Linked DNA regions of Danio rerio: region 2 is linked to region 1. A link is a contact called in public HiChIP or PLAC-seq data. All regions are on one chromosome and are shown on one strand. Each heading gives the region's core, a stretch centred on a gene start, on an enhancer-like site or on the middle of the called end of the contact. The rest is flanking DNA. Distances are from core to core; before and after follow the strand shown.

Region 1 (7,456 bases), core at 1,640-4,139:
TTTTCTTAACTTCTTAACCTCATTCAATAACTATACTGTAGCTACTCTTAAAATAAACCCAGACTCATTGTGAATACATACCCAGGTCTTCATTTTTGAAGACAGAGAAATACGTAACCTGAGGTACACAGTTCAGGCTCACAGTTTTTATTTTTTTGCAAATCCACCAGATGCAGCTGTGTATGGTTTTTGATGATCACAAATTTGCGCATCCTCTTCTCACAAAATACACTTCAGCCGACCAGTCCAGCTTGCTGTCCACTGAATGACTGACCGACTGACCCACCCCCGTCCCTAAACCCAACCAATAGTGTTTTCAAAAGCAACCTAGAAAAAGAAAAGCCGTCGTGGCCGAACCACATTTTCAGCCTGTTGTTTATTAGTTTACTTACTCATTTATTTTTTGCTTTTGTTTTACCCGGTTTCTGGAACTGTTCTTCACCGGACTCAAATCCTGTCACTGCAGTGAGCTCCTCTCCACGTCCCAAGTCCAACAACGTGTGCTCCGAGCTACTAGGCAAACACTAGGAAACGTCATCTGTATGGAAGTAAGCCGTCAGCTGGTAGTGCTAAAATGAACAAAAGTCGTCAGCAGCGTCATACCGTCCTATAGCGTTCATTTTAAAGACAAAATGCAGTCAGACGTACCTCTCTTGTGCTCTCCAGAAATGTACACAGGGGTACGTATCCACAATGAGCCTGTGTTGGTTAAAATGCCAGGAATTAAAGTTAAGAATGTTCAACGTTTAGTGGGTGTTTTTCTAGAGAAATGTTTATCTGCGTCAAGAGAAATCTCTATATGGAACAGATATGTAAGAACACGACATCTATTTAAGAAGGATAAACAAGGACTATTCCAGATTCAAGTCATTCAAGCAGAACGTTTCGGGATCTTGGTTTAAAAGAAACATTTTCTTAACCTCTTAACCTCATGCAATAACTAAACCATAGCTACCCTTAAAACCGCAGGAATTAAAGTTAAGAATGTTATTGAAGCCCCTTAGCAAACAATAACAATAACTCTAGCCTTTAAATCTGACTGTTTAATAAAAATGTTATTCTACGACCAACAAAGATGTTGATGCAAGATCATGTTCTGCTTGGCAGAATCATTATTGCAACTACTCTGTCGCACTTCAAAGAACTTTTACCATGGTATGTGTCCAAAAAACACTTTTACCTAAAAATGTGCTGTAGTGCAATGATGATATCAGATTGTAATTCTACTTTGAACTACGGCATGCTGCAGAAATAATAACCATACCAAAATACCAGGGCAGTTCTTTATCTGATTAACAGATTTTGTACTGTACATTGTATTTACTGGTGCGAGGCTACTTACAGCTCCTCAATGTAGGCCTAACTCTTGGACCTGTAAGAGTTGAGAATATTAAGCTTAATAGACAATCACGTTCCTCTGTCTCCTTTTGATAAAATTAACCTTTAGCCTATTCTGCAAGGATTACAATATGTAAGACTCATTCCAGAACTGCTGATACATTTTAAGCACTTTACATTATTTCCCCTTTAAATTGGAATAATAAGCAACAAATGTATAATTTACAGTAAATTACAGTAATCCATCATCAATGTAATGCAAAATGCTTAAATGTTATATCAAACATTTGATTCTGTTATCAATAATTGTTAAACTTATTGTTAAACTGAATTTACAATAACAGAGTTGACATTTTGTGCTTCAACACAAGAAGCTAACCTCAAACCAGACACCACGTAGCATTTATGAAGCACAATTTGAACTGTTTTCTCGTTATATTATTCATTCATTCATTCATTCATTCATTTTCTTTTCAGTTTAGTCCCTTTAATAATCTGGGGTCGCCACAACGGAATGAACCACCAACTTATCCAGCATATGTTTTACGCAGCGGATCCCCTCCAGCTGCAATCCATCACTGGGAAACATCCATACACTCTTATTCCCACACATACACTATGGACAATTTAGCCTATCTAGTTCACCTATAGCACATATATTTGGACTTGTGGGTGAAACCGGAGCACCCGGAGGAAACCCACGCAAATACAGGAAGAACATGCAAACTTCTCACAGAAATTGGCCCAGGTGTGGCTCGAACCAGCGATCTTCTTACTGTGAGGCAATCATACACTGCGCCACAGCAACTCTGTGATGCTATCATGTCAGTATGGACACAAATCCCTGAGGAATATTTCTAGTACCTTACTGAATCTATGGCATGGAGGATTAAGGCAGTTCTGAAGGCAAAGGTACTACTAAGGTGTACCTAATAAAGTGGCCAGCTACTGCTTTCCTAAATACTGGAAATCAGTCTAGATTTAGATGATTATTTAGCCCACCCAAGGGAAGATCAACCATATGCACATTTCCTTGACCATCATGATTTGCAGGAAACTATTTATTTTTTCCCCTCCTCAAGGTCAATAACTCAATATATCTGTGTGTGTGTGTGCGTATTTACTTCCACATTTGTGAATACACAACTGTTACTGATGCTGAATCTGTGCACACACATCTGATGCATTAATAAACTCTTATACTGTAGTATTTTGTCCAAAAAAGACTAACCTTCCTAATGCATTATTATATATCGAATGAGTTTATCATGTCCCACGGGATCCTACACACCAGCTGTTACATTTCAGGGTCACCCCCACACACACACACAAATAGAGCATGGTCCATGTCACACTAAAAGCACAAGGGTTTATGGGTAGTGTCAGCAAACCACTACTGAACAGATAAAACAGCTGAAATGGGTTTCTAAGGGACCCTGAAAATACTGCCTCATTGCACCCGGCGTTCACAAAGCCGGCAATCAAGGCCCGTGTGATTGTACGGGGGGAAAATGGCTTCTCGCACCCGCATCAACACGCTCTTTAATGCGGCACAGCGCTTCACGGTGGAAGGTGCTAATTAGCATCTATTTTCACTCATCTTGCTGACTGCCATATTGTCAGGCGGACTGAAATCTGACTTTATTGTGGCATAATAGACGCAGCAGATCTGAGGTCAGGGCACTCGGTGAGATTCTGAAGGTAATTAATATTTCTGACTAGATTGACTTTTGAGGAAGTCTCTGACGAGGAGTTTTGAGACCTTTTTGAGGGTGAAATGTATGGTTGGTCTGCCCTCTGCTGTCTACAAGCGGACACGCATGCGTCAATATTTATTCATTCATTTTCGGCCTAGTCCCTTTATTAATCTGGGGTCGCCACAGCGGAATGAACCACCAACTTATCCAGCACATGTTCTACGCAGCGGATGCCCTTCCAGCCTCAATCCATCACTGGGAAAAATGCGTCAATATGAGAGATTAAATTATCTATTCGGTCTAGTTATCTATAGATTCATTCATTTTCCTTCAGCTTGAACCACCAACTATTCCAGCATATGTTTTCACTCATTTTTTTCACTCATCTTGCTGACTGCCATATTACAAGTACCTCAAAGGTACTTTTTAGGTATAATATGCACCTTTTAGGTACCACTGTGGGTACCTGCAGTATCTTTTATAAAGGTACTGCCCCATAGTTTTATATATCCTAAAGAATAATACAGGTACAAGCAGCTTACTGTTTTTGCACCAAACTAAATTGACTGAAGTGACAAACATGAAATTGCATATTAGCCTAAGATAAATATTGCATATGAGTTGAAAGTGTCTATAATTTCTGAAAGCTTTTGTAAAAATAAAATGTCGAAATGGTAAATTTATGTTCCATCATCATACGGCATAATATTAAAAGGAAAAAAAAAGTACTTTTGTAGATATTGTAGATATAAGATCTTATATATTTGTAAATATAGAATATGATCAGTCATCATACAAAATTTTTGGATATTTTAAATAAAAAATGCTGACAATGGAAAAAATGAAAAATATATAACTATTAACATTTTTAATGTTCAAATTGATATTATAATACTGTGAGGCTGTCAATAAATGATTCCTATTAAATTAAAATATCTTACAGTTTATATTTTTTTATTCAATGCAAGTGTGTGCAGGAGAAAAATGCTAATTTTAGAAGAACATCAAATGGCTTTTAGAGGTTTTTGCATCTACACTCTTCATATATACAGTGTACTCGAGATAGACAGACAGACAGACAGATACAGTTGAAGTCAGAATTATTAGCCCCCCTTTGATTATTTTTTTCTTTTTTAAATATTTCCCAAATGATGTTTATCAGAGCAAGGAAATTTTCACAGTATCTCATAATATTTTTTCTTCTGGAGAAAGTCTTATTTGTTTTATTTCAGCAAGAATAAAAGCAGTTTTAAATTTTTTAAATCCCATTTTAAGGTCAAAATTATTAGTTCCTTTAAGCCAGTGGTCACCAAACTTGTTCCTGGAGGGCCGGTGTCCAGCAGATTTTAGCTCCAGCCCTAATCAAACACACCTGAACAAGCTAATCAATCTCTTACTTGGTATACTTGAATCACCCAGGCAGGTGTGTTGAAGCAAGTTGGAGCTAAACCCTGCAGGGACACCGGCCCTCCAGGACCAAGATTGGTGACCCCTGCTTTAAGCTATATTTTTTTCGCTAGTCTACAGAACAAAACATAGTTATACAATTACAATAACCTGTCTAGCTACCCTAATTAACCCAGTTACTTTAAGCTGTATAGAAGTGTCTTGAAAAATATCTAATAAAATATTATTTACTGTCATCATGGCAAAGATAAAATAAATCAGTTATTAGAGACGAGTTATTAAAACTATTATGATTACAAATGTGTTGACAAAATCTTCTCTCCGTTAAACAGAAATTGGGGAAGAAAAAATAAATAAACAGCCAGGCTAACAATTCTGACTTCAACTGTATATATAATAATTGAATATACATTAATTTACATGATATGAATATACATTAATCAAAACAACACCAAAAACATTAATAACCCATTTCAGAAATGAAGACCCGGAGTCATTTTCTGTGAGATAAACAACTTTATACAATCATCTGTGCTGAAACAGAGGAAAAACTCAAAGGTGGAGCCCTGAAAGCTGTCATTCAACCAGCAGCCGCTCGTTTTAGAGCACATGAACAGTGCAAAAGCGAAAGAAAGTCAAGTCTGACCTCAGTCTGCACTTCAGAGAGGCTGGACACATTTAAAGAGGCAGTTCACCAAAATAAAGACATTCTGACATCGTTCACTCAGTTGGTGAGATGCACATAACTGTCTTTCTTATAAGAAATGATCTCGCAAGAAATTCAATCCGACATTTCAATTCTGGCTGAACTATTCCACACCATATAAACCATACGTATGTACACTTCCATTTTTCACAACAAAAAATCAGAGCTGTGGCCACATCTTACAGCTTTTTAGTGTTTAAAACAGGCAGTGTAAAACAGTACAGTGAAAAAGGAAAAACTGAGTGATCAATTGTATATATTTTAAGAAGATTTTCTCTTTTTTAATCAAATAAATGGTGTAGAAAAAGTGATTGGACAGTCTACGGCAGCCCTAAACCTTTGGTACATTCAGCACAATTATGAGCACGACACTGCAAAAGCGTTAATACAAAAAAACGAAGATATATCTGGTTTGTTTAATGACCTATTCAGCCAAAATTCAATCGATGAAGATGATATGCTCATGTTTTTGTTCCTCTTCTAAAACCGGATGGACCTCCTCATGGCAGTTTTAACTACAGCAGTTTTCACTGGAAGTGATATTAATTTCATTCGTAAAGTTCAGGGTATAAAAACATTCAGAACAGAGTACAATCCAGCGTCCCGCAGCCATGGCAGTGTTTTGTAAAAGGCCGGGTTGAGTTAACACAAATGAAAAATCTGGAATGTATTGATATGGTTTTTATGGGCTTGATATTCCAGTTCCAAATCATACAACAAAACACTTTTGAGCTCGAGAAGGGGGAAAAAATGAAAGGAAAGGGGGGGAAACATTCAAGCAAGCTAAAGCTATATATTGACACGGGAAAAAAAAAGATAAGCATAAATTTTTTAACCAATCGGTTTTGTTATTGTTGGATAATAATATTCAATTGTGAAATATTTGACTTTATCACTGCAATATATTTTAAAATATAACTTATTTTTGTGATGCAAAGATCGTGGTCCTATAGAAATCATTCTAATACGCTGCTCAAATATTAATAACGATCATTTATGTTGAATATTTTACACTTATGAGATTTGCAGTTTGAATGTAAGTATTATTTTATATTTTAAAAATGTTAACAACTTAATAATGATTTCAGAAGGAATATAAAATATAATTTTGCATTGAATTATAGGAATGTGTTATATCATTATGTGTGTGTGTGTGTGTGTGTGTATTTATATATATATATATATATATATATATATATATATATATATATATATATATATATATATATATATATAAACACACACACACACACACAATTGAAGTAAAAATTATTAGCACCCTATTGAATTTTTTTTTCTTTTTTTAATATTTCCCAAATTATGTTAAACAGAGGAGGTAAATTTTCAGTGTGTTGGATAATATTTTTTCTTCTGTAGAAAGTCTTATTTGTTTGATTTCGGCTAGAATAATTTTTTTTTTTTTTTAAACGTTATGAGGTCAATATTATTAGCCCCTTCAAGCTATATTTGTTTTCAATAGTCTACAGAACAAACCACCATTTTAAATAACTGTATAGAAGTGTCTTGAAAAATATCTAGTCAAATATTATTTACTGTCATCATGGCAAAGATAAAATAAATCAGTTGTTAGAAATGAGTTATTAAAACTATTATGTTTAGAAATGTGTTAAAAAATTTCTCCATTAAACAGAAATTGGGGAAAAAATAAACAGGGGGGCTAATAATTCAGGGGGCTAATAATTATAGGGGGCTAAAAATTCTGACTTCAACTGTATGTGTTGCATTGACCCTTTAGAAATTCTATTATGCTGCTCAAATATTAATAAAAGTCATGAATTATGTGTATTATATATTATATTCAATAAATTTTATAATATACGACACTGAAGACTGAAGTAACAATGCTAAAAAATCAGTTTTGCATATTAGGAATAAGTTATATTCGAGAAACATATTAGTAAAGAGCAGTTATTTTATGATATAATAATATTTCACAATTTTTGAAGCATTTTGAAAAAATAAATGCAGCTCTTGTGAGCATAAAAAAGAAAAAAAACAATGCTGTCAAACAATTAAACACGATTAATCGCATCCAAAATAAAAGCTCATATTTACAAAATAGTTTTGTGTGCACTGTGAATATAAACATGCATGAATATACTGTATGAAATATTTGTTTTACTTTATATATAATACAAATTATATTCATTGATTTTCCTTTAGCTTAGTCCCTTCACACAGGGTCACACAGCGGAATGAACCGCAAATATACCAGCATATGTTTCACACAACGGATGCCCTTCCAGCTGCAACCCAGTACTGGGAAACATCCATACACTCTCGCATT
Region 2 (7,456 bases), core at 1,480-3,979, 280 kb before region 1:
GTCTATCGGGCCAACCCTACTGGTAATATTCAAAGGCAGTTTCTGATATATCGATAAAATGTGCATTATTTGTCTGTGTTATTTTACAATATTTTTATTTAAGAATTTCTCAGTTTTTTTCTTTCTGTATTCAACAACTGGGTTGAAAAAAAACCATAAGCAAATTAATTTAAAATTTAATTCAAGCACTTAAACGGACCTATGTTTGTCTTTACTTACTTTCCAGGCCTTGAATCCATGTCTGAAATTCAAGTATTTTCCAGAAGTTTCATCAGATAACCTGTCCATCTTTACATGTTTTGACTGTGAAATCAGGGCAGACCTAAAAATGGTCAGAACCACTAGACGCAAACCAGTGTGTCATGATCCCAGCAGGCAGTGTTTTTTTCATACCTTTGATGAGCAGTCGATCTCTGATGGACACTCTATGAGCGGCATCGTTAGAGCCTGCAGGGGTCCGGCCGGCCCTTACGCCCTCCTCCCTCTTCAGCTTACTGGCTAACGTCAGCATCCCCGCAGACCAACATACACACCCTAACACACCTGTGAGGAACACAAATACACACAATGACCATCAGTGAACACCAAACACAAGTGAAAGTATTAAAAAACATATATATCCGCTTTATTATAATTATTATAACTTAAACTTTATCTTAGAAACATTTCTAACGTTCGTTAAGTTGAACTTACCCAACTAAAATGAAAACAGCACTCCTTTTCACATTTTTTCTCCTTTTTTTCAGTTATTCTTCTAAAAGGTAGTTAACTAATGTAGGTAACAGAAAAAGTTTACAGTAAGCAATACTTACTGTAAAATATTACCATAAAAACCTAAAAAATGAATAACAAGTAAATCTATATTAAAAGTGTCATAAAAACATTAAAAACATAGCAAAACTATAGTGATGCTAACTACAAACTACATAACTTTTATATTTTAATATTATAGAGCAGGGGTCACCAAACCTGTTCCTGGAGGGCCGGTGTCCTGTAGATCTTAGCTCCAACCCTAATCAAACACACCTGCACAAGCTAATCAAGGTCTTATTATCCATACTCAAAACATACAGGCATGTGTTTTGAAGCAAGTTGGAGCTAAACCCTGCATGGACACGGGCCCTCCAGGACCGAGATTGGTAACCCTATGATATAGAGTCTAGATACAAAAACAAGACTGGTAAACATTACACTGATTTTGCATTATTAGTTTAAACTTTGAAATATGAAATATTTATTGATGTTAATAATTTGTTGTGACAGCTATTGTTTAAGACAGTAACTAAGTTCTTTGCATTGAACATATTTTAGCTTTAGCATTCTTGTTATACGATTAAGCTCAAAAGACCTATGATGTTATTATACATGACAGACTGTCCTTTAATATCATTTGTAAACCATTATAACTTTGTTTGTAGAATAATAACACTACTACTGCTATATTTGAATAACAACAAATATGGGTGTTATAAACACATGTTTTAATAAAGTTGCTGTTGAAATCTGACTTATTAGCCCCCTTTGAATTTGTTTTTCATTTTTAAATATTTCCCAAATGATGTTTAACAGAGCAAGCAAATGTTCACAGTATGTCTGATGTTTTTTTTTCTTCTGGAGTAAGTCTTATTTGTAGTATTTCTGCTAGAATAAAAGCAGTTTTTAATATTTAAAAAATCAATTTAAGGTTAAACTTATTAGACCCTTAATACTAGTGTCTTGAAAATTCTCTAGTAAAATAGTATGTACTGTCATCATGGAAAATACAAAAGAAATAAGTTAAATAGAGATGAGTTGTTTCCTATTGTTTAGAAATGTGTTGAAAAAAAGTTTCTCTGTTCAACAGAAATTGGGGAAGAAAAGATACAGGGGGACTAATAATTCTTCAACTGTATGTTATTATACTGGAATAAATACAAAGGTACGAAATCTCTAATGCGAATTGTATTGGCATGTCATTGGCTTCACAGTAATACCATACCACTGTAACTTACTACAAATAAAGTATAAAGCTTCTTTCTAAACATGTACTGAAATAAAGCGATGGCTCATTTTAAATGCCTTGGAATACCACGGTAATACCATAGTAGATGAATAGAGCGTTCTGTCAGCACAGCTGTATAAATAAAAGTAGCATGTTATTACCATCTGTTACCCTCATTCTAATGCCATTACAAAACGTCCTTTAATGAAATATTAAAACTATAACACAACTTCTATGTTGTATGGTCTATAATAAGAACTCAATGTGCAGATAACTTAGCATGACTTAAATCCATTCAAACTTTCATATTCACCAGTTAGTGTCACCAGGCGTTATTTTGCTAACATGTTTACTAGCAGCTACAATCTAATCCTCATCGCTCAGGGCATAATTTATACCAGGATTCAGCTAAATATTTTCGTACACAATTAAATATATTGTCTAAAAGGTATTTACATTCATAACACAACTCTAAATATGTGAAATAACTCGGCTGCGATCGATAATGCACTTACCTGCCGCTGTCAGAGTGACTGAACTGCCCTGTTTACACCATAATCGGGACACCCGACGTGAATTTTGCACGTTTTCCCCCCAAAACAACTTCAAGATAAAATATGCTGAACGTCGATAAAAGAAACAAAATTGAGTGGAACGATGCGAGGATTAGTTCCGCCGAGTTTAATGATTTCCGCTGCCTGAGCGGTTTAGAAGCCGGAAGTTGTTCCGTTCATTTAATAAGAGTTCCGTATGGAATCAAACGCCAGAAATAAAATTCCGCCCTTATTTTGTACAAAGCCCAAATGAGATTTTGAGGCACTTAACTTTACAGCACTTTAGCTAATTCTTTTATGGAGTTCTTTGCAATATTAAACCCATGACACAGTAAATCCAAGCGTGGTGTTAAGTGAAGTGTTTATTGTTCAAACGCTTCAGAGCAGAGATACAAAACATGCTTTGATGCTGTTCGATGGAGCTGTTGGTTTGAAGGATCATGTCAGGATTTACGCGGTTTAGAGGCTAATATATAAAAATATTTTACTATCACTGTTAATTCTGTGTCAGTCGACGAGGCTCCCATTGCTTCCAACAACCTGAAAAAAAAAACTAATTTTAGAATCATATTAAATAATTATTTTTAAAAGGCAATTCATATATATATATACATACGGAATATATATATATATATATATATATATATATATATATATATATATATATATATATATATATATATATATATATATATATATATATATATATATATATATATACACACAAACACACAGTTGAAGTCAGAATTATTAAACCCCCAGAATTATTAAACCCCGTTTATTTTTCCCCAATTTCTGTTTAATGTTAACGGAGAGAAGATTTTTTTAAGCATTTCTAAACATAATAGTTTTAATAACTTGTCTCTAATAACTGATTTATTTTATCTTTGTCATGATGACAGTAAATAATATTTGACTAGATATTTTTCAAGACACTTCTATACAGATTAAAGTCACTTTTAAAGGCTTAACTAGGTTAATTAGGTTAACTAGGCAGGTTGTGTAATAAGGTAAGTTATTGTTTAATGATGGTTTGTTCTGTAGACTATCGGGAAAATATATAGCTTAAAAGGGCTAATAATTAAACTAAAAACTGCTTTTATTCTCGCTGAAATAAAACAAATAAGACTTTCTCCAGAAAAAAAATATATTATCAGACATACTGTGAAAAATTTCCCTGCTCTGTTAAACATCATTTGGGAAATATTTTAAAAAGAAAAGGGGTTTACTAATTCTCATTTCATATTTCGATAATCAATTTATTTGTTTAAATAAATGAAGTAAACCGTGCATCTGTGATCATCTGTTCCCTAAAGTACATATAATGCTGGGCAAAAATTAATCATTATTAATCTCATCCAAAATAAAAGTTTGTTTCGACATGACTTAAATGTGTGTTCTGTGTATTTTAATTGTGTCTATAAATACAGACATGCATGAATATATTTGACTAAATGTTTATTTATATTTAGATAAAATATGTGTGTATTATACAAATTGGCAGTGCAGTGGCGCAGTGGGTAGCGCTGTCATCTCACACCAAGAAGGTTGATGCTTCAATTCCTAGCTGGGTCAGTTGGCATTTTCTGTGTGGAGTTTGCATGTTCTCCCTGAGTTGGCGTTGGTTACCTCCGGGTGCTCTGGTTTCTACCAAAGACATGCGCTATAGGTGAATTGAATAAGCTAAATTGGCTGTGGTGTATGTGTGTGAATGAGTGTGTATGGATTTTTCCAAGTACTGGGTTGCAGCTGAAAGGGCATCCGAGTGTAAAACATATGTTGTTGTTGGCAGTTCATTCTGCTGTGGCGACCCCTGATGAATAAAGGGACTAAGCCGATTAGAAAATGAATGAATGAATGAATGATAACAAATTGTTTTGTATAGTTTTGTTTTTATGTTTGTGTAATACATTGTAAATATATATAATACACACACATATATTATGTCAAAACAAACTTTTATTTTGTATGTGATTAATCCTTGGCCAGCACTAGTTAAATATTTACTTTTACCTGTCAGTGATGGTCTTTGACAGTTTCTTGGCCTTAACAGGATCCTTTTCCAGGAAACCTTGATAAGTAGAGAAAGTTTCAACCAAGCCAATGAACTTTGACAATGGCATAATCCTCCTACTCTTCAGACATTCATGCCTGTGAAAAAAATACACAGGAACTCAACTGTGAATATAAGTGTTTATTTTACATCATGCATGAAATAAATTTTGCATAACTAAGTGTTTAGGCCCAATATTATTAATATTTACTTGTACTGTAGTTTTCCGCAATTGAAATGAATAATAATAAAGCTTTGCTACATTTGCATCAGATTTTTTCTCAGCACTCAAAGTTTAGTTTAATTAGTTTAATTAAACTAGTAAAAATAAGTAAAATAAGTTTAATTAAATTAGTAATATGGTTTTTGTGATGGCAAAATGTATTGTTTAACACAGAGGGCAAACTTAATGGAACAATAAAATTACTGTAAACTTTACATAATGTTACATGCTTTAATTAAATTAAATTTTTAAAAATCTATTTAAAATTAACTTACTTTATTGCCATAAATCAAAGTTAAAATTTTGAAAATAAAATTAAAAATATAAAATAATAAAAATAAAATTAAAAATATTAAATATAAAAAAAAAACGCACACTTACCACTCTTTATTCACATATAAAATTAGTAATATTGTTCTTGTGATTGCAAAGCTTAATGTTTAACACAGAGGGCATACTCAATGGAAGAATAAAATTACTGAAAAATTTACATAATGTTACATGCTTTACTTGCAGATTTGCAATTTAATTTAATTTAATATAATTTAAAAATAAACTTTAGATATTGCCATAAATCAAGGTTAAAATTTGGAAAATAAAATAAAATAATTTAATAAAAATAATAAAAAAATAATTAATTAAATAAATAAATAAATAATAAAAATAAAATCATAAAATAAAAATTAAAAAATAAATATAGGGTTACAAAAATTAAACACAAACTTACCACTCTTTATCCACAAATAAAATTAGTAATGTTGTTCTTGTGATGGCAAAGCTTAATGTTTAACACAGAGGGCATACTCAATGGAAGAATAAAATTACTGAAAACTTCACATAATGTCACATAATCACACAAATGCTTTACTTGGAGATTTGCAATTAAATTAAATTTAAAAATTTAATTTAAAATAAACTTAATATATTGCCATAAATCAAGGTTAAAATTTGGAAAATAAAACAAAAATGGTTAATTAAAAATAATTAAATAATTTAAAAATAATTAAATTAATAAAAAATAAATAATAAAATTAAAAATATAAATATGGGGTTGCAAAAACAAACACACACTTACCACTCTTTATCTGCATATGAAATAGAATCGTAGATGTTCTTGTAGACTTGGAGGGAACTGGACCCAATATAAGCTTTCCTAAAAGGATGCAGGGCTGCATAGAACTGAGAGCAAAAAAAATGAATAAAGGAATGAATGAATGAACAGTTTGCAGTCAGGAGCTGTAGTTCTGAAAAAATAATCAATTAAAATAATTTTTCATAAATCAAATTGGTGGCCTCATATCAAATATTTATAAAATGCTTTTACTGAGCAACAACTCATGAAGCATTTATTTATGAGTTCTTTAACCTCTTCACAGATTTTATTGAGTTTTGAGGTGCTTTCTCCATATTCCAGCTCAAAGTCCATGGTGTAGCTGAGCAGAGCGAGGCAGCCGCCGGGCTTCAGAATCCTGTCCACCTCCTGCAGAAAACGAGGATGGTCAAACCAGTGAGCAGCGGACATGGAGGAGACCAAGTCAGCGATACTGTCCTCAAACGGCAGATCTTCAGCGGGGCTCTCTCTGTGGACATTCAGATCAGTGGATTATCTATCTATCTATCTATCTATCTATCTATCTATCTATCTATCTATCTATCTATCTATCTATCTATCTATCTATCTGTCTATCTGTCTGTCTGTCTGTCTGTCTGTCTGTCTGTCTGTCTGTCTGTCTGTCTGTCTACAGTTAAAGTCAAGATGATTAGCCCTATAATTTTAATAATTTTTCTAACATTTCCCAAGTGATCTTTAACTGAGCAAGAATATTTTTAAAGTATTTCCTATAATATTTAATTCTTCTGGAGAAAGTCTAATTTGTTTTAAAATTTTTCAAAATCACTTTTTAAGGTATATTGGTATACTGCTATCTTGCAAAATAACTAGCAAAATATTATGTACTGTCATCATGACAAAGACAAAGAATTTAGTTATTAGAAAATAGTGTGTGAAAAAATGTCTCTCCATTAAACAGCTCTTCGGAAATACTTTTAAATTCTTTAAAAATCATTGAAAGGATAAATAATTTGGAGAATTTAATTAAGATGCACAATACCTGCATTATAATATAATATATGAAATTTACAAAATAGGCATTGTTATTTAAATACAGGTTGCTGGGTTGATTTAATCCCCTAAAACTGACAAAACCATCACTTCTCTAGATTTATTATTTATAGATTATTTTGACAATGCAGTCTCTTAGCACTTTGTAATTTATTTATTTTTTTATTTTTTGATTGGTTTATTTCTAATTAATTTGTAAATCTCATTCATAGATTTTAGTACCATTTTCTCAACCCACAATGTGGGGATAGGGGTGGGGTTTGGAGGCAGGCCTCCTTTTAAGTTCGCAACTGCAGTATGAACCGCTATTCCAGTATATGTTTTACACAGCGGCTGCTCTTCCAGTTGCAACCCACTACTGTAAAACACCCATACACATTCATAAACTAGGCCAAATTTAGTTTATTCAATTTACTCATAGCGCATGCCTTTGGATTGTGGGGGAAACCCATGCTAACATGGGGAGAACATGCAAAACGCAACACAGAAATGCCAAGTGGCCCAGCCAGAACTCGAACTAGCA

Evidence for each region. HiChIP or PLAC-seq counts read pairs in DNA pulled down with a chosen protein or histone mark.
Region 2: an H3K4me3 HiChIP or PLAC-seq map of embryo shows a contact between it and region 1, with 8 times the contacts expected there. The contact joins the promoter of ube2f here to the enhancer-like site in region 1. A contact is called at or near these places in 6 of 18 Hi-C or Micro-C datasets (caudal fin, embryo, hematopoietic stem cells and 1 more) and 2 of 4 datasets of contacts at active chromatin or transcription factors (caudal fin and embryo).

The regions. Positions count from the first base shown.
Region 1 is chr1:7,771,329-7,778,784 of GRCz12tu, reverse strand. No RefSeq gene overlaps it. Among named protein-coding and RNA genes, the nearest start is that of hecw2b, 96 kb to the right of the region's middle. Within about 2 kb of position 2,889, at least 14 of the 62 cell types and tissues checked have an H3K27ac peak or open chromatin away from gene starts, as enhancers often do.
Region 2 is chr1:8,051,737-8,059,192 of GRCz12tu, reverse strand. ube2f (ubiquitin-conjugating enzyme E2F (putative)) reads right to left here and starts at 2,729. Exons shown (of 11, transcript NM_213314.2): 1 at 2,497-2,729; 2 at 694-834; 3 at 394-543. The coding sequence starts at 511. It overlaps si:ch211-93g23.2, which reads right to left. Exons shown (of 6, transcript NM_001145627.1): 3 at 6,178-6,391; 4 at 5,887-5,990; 5 at 4,549-4,686; 6 at 2,882-3,075. The coding sequence ends at 2,979.